Linked DNA regions of Mus musculus: region 2 is linked to region 1. Evidence: chromatin contacts called from public Hi-C data. All regions are on one chromosome and are shown on one strand. The core of a region is the stretch at or near the end of the contact, and the rest is flanking DNA. Distances in the headings are between cores, read along the strand shown.

The links. A called contact is a pair of places that touch in the nucleus more often than the background predicts.
Region 2: a contact with region 1 is called in a Hi-C map of epidermal suprabasal cells, with 2.6 times the contacts expected there. The contact joins the promoter of Lnp1 here to the enhancer-like site in region 1. A contact is called at or near these places in 1 of 39 promoter capture datasets (embryonic stem cells), 1 of 15 datasets of contacts at CTCF or cohesin (stem cell-derived epiblast-like cells), 25 of 484 Hi-C or Micro-C datasets (the G1E-ER4 cell line, the HL-1 cell line, the HPC-7 cell line and 11 more) and 1 of 115 datasets of contacts at active chromatin or transcription factors (embryonic stem cells).

The regions. Positions count from the first base shown.
Region 1 is chr16:56,513,301-56,516,763 of GRCm38.p6, forward strand. The region is part of intron 1 of Abi3bp (ABI gene family, member 3 (NESH) binding protein); the gene reads left to right. Among named protein-coding and RNA genes, the nearest start is that of Abi3bp, 37 kb to the left of the region's middle. Within about 2 kb of position 1,496, at least 20 of the 459 cell types and tissues checked have an H3K27ac peak or open chromatin away from gene starts, as enhancers often do. A contact at or near this core is called in epidermal suprabasal cells and uterus, where this site is marked.
Region 2 is chr16:56,926,225-56,929,389 of GRCm38.p6, forward strand. It overlaps Lnp1 (leukemia NUP98 fusion partner 1), which reads right to left and starts at 1,715. Exons shown (of 3, transcript NM_001347042.1): 1 at 1,542-1,715. The coding sequence starts at 1,703.

The sequences.
Region 1 (3,463 bases), core at 246-2,745:
TGGTTTTGAATTCTTACATAGCCTACGATGAACTTGAATTCAACTACTACTGTGAACCCCATATTGGGGCTCTGCTTCTAGTCTAGTCTTTTCTTTTCAACCCCCCCCCCCCTCTCTCTCTCTCTCTCTCTCTCTCTCTCTCTCTCTCTCTCTGTGTGTGTGTGTGTGTATGCTTGTGTGTACTTGTTTGTCATGTCTCCATGCCCCCATGTGCATGCATACAGAGGCTGGAGGAAGTCAAGTGCCTTTCCCTATTGCTGTCTCCCTATTCTCTTGAGACAGGGAACTTCAGTGAATTGACACTAGCAGTTTCCTCTCATGGAATGCTGTCACACCTGGCAACTGTGAGGCTCAGTTCTCCTCTCTCATGAACCACACTTGGTGCAGTTACAAGTCTTTGAAGACTTGTAACTCTTCTTCAGATTTTACACAGAATTGTCGGAAATGATTTTCTCAGTCATGCTCTCTCCTGTTCTAAGTGGACACTCATCTATTACATAATGGCCACCACTCTGTGGCAGCTCACGCGTACCTATCAGAATGGCTTCAATGCACCTAGAGCAAATCTGATAAATGATTGATGGGACCTAAACATTCCTGAACTCACAGAGTCAAGGTCTGCCCAACGGTCTATAAATTTGTCTCAGTTTACCTCTAAGAGTGTATGTCAGGCCCAAATCATGAGTCCCTAGCTCTCGAGGGAGATTCTTTAGGAATTTATTAAAATTTTTAACTAACCAAATTCTTTTTACAAGCAGAAGCATCTTTCCTTGTGTGTTCCTATCTTTTCTTACACTTCAGGTCTTTCTATAGCCTTGGCTTTTATCAATTTTAAATATGATATGTGTTTATGCTTATCTTTCCACTTTTTATTTTCATTCTTATAAATCTGGCAAGGAAGTTCTCTTAAGCTTGTTAGATAGCACATGGAAATTAGAAGTTAAGTGTTTTCAAGAAGGTTTGGAACACACACACACACACACACATACACACTCCTGTATAGAACTGTGGATATGCAGAGAACTTTATTAATGGTAAAATTACTGTAGTTAAAAATTCTGAGTATGGCTTGTGTCTCTGGCTAAATATATCTCAAAGAACATTCTTCCTAATGAAGCAAGGCTAAGAAGAACATGTTTGTTTTCCTGGCTGTCGTGCCTGCCAGTTCCCCTGCCCTCTCCCACTCTCTCTTTTGTTTTCTGTTGTCTTGGTTGATTTATCATTATAGTGCAATCCACGTGTTTCCAATTAGGACTAATTCTATGATAAATCCCACCAACGCTAGCGAGCATGTATTCAGAACTCTGGTACAAACACTGTCTCACGAGCTGACCTATGAGCCCTTCGCCCAGGATGGGAGCCACACATGATTCCCCTTGGCAGGTGGCTTCCCATCTCGGGGCTTTTCCACATTTGTCTGCTGTTGCTCCGTGCTCACCGGCTGCTCTTCAGTCTTCTTTGCTGATTCATTCTCATCTAACCGGTTCCTTAAACTGGAGCGTCTCAGGATGGCGACATTGGATCTCTTCTCTTGTGTCCTAATTCTCTTGGTGATCTCATCCAGTCTCATGATTTTAGAACAATCTAAATACAACAAGCTGAAATTTCCTATCGCCAGCCAGGATCAGATCCATTGAACCGACTCCCCATTTAATATCTCTCCTTGGTTTTCTGACACCTAAGATCCAGCATATCTCAAGTGAGGTTCCAGAAAACATTGTACCCTAGCCTTTCTTCTGCTATGGTCTTTGCTAACTCCATTAGATACTCTGCCACCTTTCTGTTAGCTCACCTGAAGACCTCTAAAGACATCTGAGACTCTTTCCATTCTTCTCTCACGCATCAAATTCAGTGCAGTTACAAGTCTTTGAAGTTTTCTTTTTCAGATTTTACATGGGAATGTTTTTCTTTCTTTCTTTTTCTTAAAACTTATTCTTCTCTTACAATACATCCTGATGGCAGCCTCCCCCTACCTGCATTCTTCTCCTTCATGCTCCACCTTCCATTTCCCCAACATCCACTGCTCCTCCAGTTCCCTTCAGAAAAGGGTAGGCCTCCCAGGGATATCAGCTGAACATAGCATAACAAGATGCAGTCAGACTAGGCACAAATCCTCATATCAAGTCTGGACAAGGCAACACAGTAGGAAGAAAAGGGTCCCAAAAGCTGGCATAAATAAATAAATATCAGAGATACCCTAAACCCCCACTGTTAGGAGTTTCACAATAACTCCAAGCTAAACAACCACAACTCACATTCAGTACATACCTAGTACAGACTGATGGAGGTTCTGTGGTTGCAGCTCCAGTCCCTGTAAGTCCTTGCGAGGGCTGCTTAGTTGATTCTGTGTTCTCCTGGTGACCTTGACACCTCTTCCTCCTCTTCTGTGGCTAATAAAAGAAAATCTCCAGCACAAGGGGGGGAAACTACTCCCTAGAAAAAGCAAGAAAGTAATCTTTCAACAAACCTAAAAAAAGACAACCACATGAACAAAATCCCAACTCTAACAACAAAAATAACAGGAAGCAACAATTACTTTTCCTTAATATCTCTTAATATCAATGGACTTAATTCCCCAATAAAAAGACATAGACTAACACTGGTTACATAAACAGGACCCAGCATTTTGCTGCATACAGGAAACCCACTTAAGGGACAAAGACAGATACTACCTCAGAGTAAAAGGCTAGAAAACAATTTTCCAAGCAAATGGTCCCAAGAAACAAGCTGGAGTAGCCGTTCTTAATATTGAATAAAATCAACTTTCAACCAAAAGTTATCAAAAAGACAATTTGATAATTCATACTTACCAAAGGTAAAATCTACCAAGATGGACTCTCAATTCTGAACATCTATGCTCCAGATGCAAGGGCATCCACATTCATTAAAGAAACTTTACTAAAGCTCCAAGGGAATGTTTTTCTTAGTTATATTCTCTCCTATTCAAAGTAGACACTCATCTATTATGTTATTGCCTTCATGCTGTGACAGCTCACATGCTCCTTTCAGAGTAGCTTCAATGCAGCACCCAGAGCGAATCTGATAAACAAATGATTGGTGAGACCTAAACATTCCTGAGCTCACAGAGTCAAGGTCTTCCCAATGGTCTATACATTTGTCTCAGTTTACCTCTAATGGCTTCCTTCCCACATGTCTTCTCCAGCCATGTTCCTCTCTCTGGAATTCATGTCTCATGTTCCTTTCACCTTGAATGTTCTTCTTTGACATACCTGAATGATTGGCCCCTTAACTTCCTTTGTGCCTTCTCAAGCAGAGGCTGTGCGTCTGCACGCAGTCACCCCTCCTAATCAGCTTCCAGCTCCATTTTCCTTCATGGTGTTTTCCAAAGTCTGCACTTGTCAGATTGCTTAGATTATGTGTTGGTAACTATCTCAACTCCTGATGGCTTGAAAACAACAGAAGCACATGTATTGCTCAATCACATGTTTATTAATATGACTCG
Region 2 (3,165 bases), core at 465-2,964, 410 kb after region 1:
CTATATTTTGTAATGCAGGTTGCTTTCTTTATTGTCACATTCCCTGTGACACTAGGAAGCCATTGCAATGACCAGTAAATCTCAAATTCTCTCTTATTATCTTTGCTTGGCTCCCATATTTGCAAGCTTCAAACTAATTGTATTCCCGATTCACAGATTCTGAAAATCTCATTAGATCTGGAACATTTCATTGTGTTGAAAATAAATGAGAGCTCACTGTGCAGGCTTATTTCTTTTTTTTTTTTCAACATTTTTTTAAATTAGGTATTTTCCTCGTTTACATTTTCAATGCTATCCCAAAGGTCCCCCATACCCACCCCCCCCAATCCCCTACCCACCCACTCCCCCTTTTTGGCCCTGGCGTTCCCCTGTACTGGGGCATATAAAGTTTGCAAGTCCAATGGACCTCTCTTTGCAGTGATGGCCGACTAGGCCATCTTTTGATACATATGCAGCTAAAGACAAGAGCTCCCGGGTACTGGTTAGTTCATATTAGGCTTATTTCTTTAACAAGAGGAAAAATGGAAAGATGGAGCTGGGTCTCACTGAGAGCATCCCCTCCAACTTCATTCTTCACCTAAGGCAATGGAAGTGAGAAAGTGTCCACTCATGTGCTAAGGAGCTAGCCTATTTCGAAGCGTTTGTGTCTCAGACACAAGGTATTGGTCGATGACAGTCAAAGCAATCTCCTCACACACCCTACCATCACTGTGATTCTGAGACCCTGGAACTGGCCTTAAATAGGTTTACTCTCAAGCTTAATTGGTTCTGGGGTTTGCAAAGAAGGGGTTTGGGTAAGCTAGACTCTACTAGCTTAGGACTCCAAGTGGCCATTGAAAAAGAACTGTCATCATTATTTCTCTATACATGGTGATAACATGTGTATTTCTCTATACATGGGGATAACATGTGTGGAGACTTCCAGCACTGCAGCTGAACACAGGACTGTGTTGGCCATGTACAGAAGAGTCCTTACCTGGCCCAGGCTGCCCACCCCTTCCTGGGTGCGTCCCTCCAGCATTGTGCTCCCTGCCTCTCTGCAATTGGAAAGGACTGAGGACTCTTCCCTCTCTAATCATTAAAAACAATGGCAACCAAAGGTGTATCATACTTAGCAAAGGCAGTGTTTTGCTATGTGGAATCACCAGCTCCTTAAAGGCCATCATATACATGAGCTAATTTCACTATTTCGAAGAGACAACTGGACATCACATATTGACCCATAACACCTCCACAGAAAAACTACAAATTCCTCTCCTTTGACCAAAACGCCATTACTCAGTGGGATGCTTTCTGACTCATCGGGGACTGTGAACTACATAGTTCAAGATCTCTTAGGTTACTGAAAATGAAGTAGCCCTTACTTAAAACATTAAAAACAATAAGTCTTAAAGGGCAACTCAAATAGGTAAGTTTTTTTAAAAATAAGAATGAATAAAGGTTTGGAAATATTAATTTAAGCCAAAGAACCCCTCAAATATTCTCTAAGAGACCCCCTTGTCCCTGCCACTCCAGCTTCCCTTGACTTAATGGTAACTCACTGGGCAGGGTAGCGAAGCCTTCCTGTAGCTTGCTTCTTGTAGTTGTTGGTGGTCCCGGAGTCCTCGCTCATCTTTGTCTCTCCAGCTGTGACCCCAAAAGCTGCTCATCCACTTGGCAAAGGACACATCATCGTTATCATCATCATCATCTCTGTGCTCCATGGAAATGGGATTCTAAATATTAAAGGCCTGCCCTTAAAACTCAAGAAATACAACCCAAGATTTGAGGAAGCCCACCAAGAACACTAAATGAAACTGGTATTTGAAACGGTTTCTGATAATGGCATCCTTAAAAAAGAAAAATTTACCAAACAACCACTTCATCATCAGGCAGCCTGGAGCACTGTCTATTTATAAACTGTGCAGCCCACACTCCCCTCCCCCTTGTCTCTTTAAATTGAGAGGCTTTTTAATCCTCCTGTTTCCAGGGCTGTGCCTTCGCAGCCTAAGGGTAGGCAGCACACACAGTCCACTGCCTGGTTTTCCCTGAGCCTCTCTGCCAAAGGCATGCGGTGGCATCTCCAGCTGTCAATGGTGATGAAGCATGACCCTCACAATATGCTTGTCAGCTCCAGGCTGGCTCTGAAATAGGGCCACATCCAAGAGACAGACAACTGCACTTCTCAAGGTGGTGAGCTATTGGCATGCATGCCAGATCCAAAGCTAGAGATGATTCTTTAATAAATAAAAATGATATAGGAAAAACTCTATCTCCAGGTCAAGTTGGATACCTTTTTTTTATTTAAGTATTATCTGTACATACATGTGAGTGACATACATACAAATATACAAATCTTAGGTGTACAATGTCTGTACACCTAATTAATGTCTGTACAATTTAATGCATTTTATGTCTGTATACCCCTATGCTACCAGCCACTGTAATTGGTTAATCACTGAACATTTTCCAGAAGCTAAGAAAGCTCCTTTTAACTCCTTCCAATCCCTATTTTTGAAAAGGTTACTACATCTAGCGTCTACAAATTTATAATCCCAGAGACTTCCTATTCTCTCTAAAGTAAACAAAAAAAGTTACATTTACAGAACTCTTACTTTGTAATATATACGATGACAAATATTTTACAAATGTGATTTTCATTAAAACAATTCTACAATTGAGAGCCTTACGTCATACTTTGTGGATGACGAAATTGAGATTCAAATTGACCATCAATCCAAATTCAAACTACCAATAAGCACTATGGCCGAGTTTAAACCATGAACCTTTTTATCATCCTGTTGATATTCTAAGAGATTTGAGGAAATATAGCTTCAAAGAAAGGGATCCTAACTAGTTATCAGATGAAAATCTTTCCTGAAGCTGGAAAAAAAGGTCGGCTTGAAAGCTATGCCAATATTCCTAGAGCTTTGTTTGTAAAATGTGACTTGGGAGTGGGCCTTTCTTTGATTCTTCCTAAGGTAAATGTTATATAGCTCTTACCTGAAAATGAAATGTTGCCCGACACCCAAGAAGATGAAGAAGGTTCATAAGTCTGAGGAAGTAAACAAAACATAAAAGCCTCAGAAAGGCCATGAAACTTACAAGGTCCAGGAAGCCCCTCAAAGTTACAAGATTTTCAAACTCCTTGTAGACAGGGTGATAACTCAGTAAATTACAGTTACT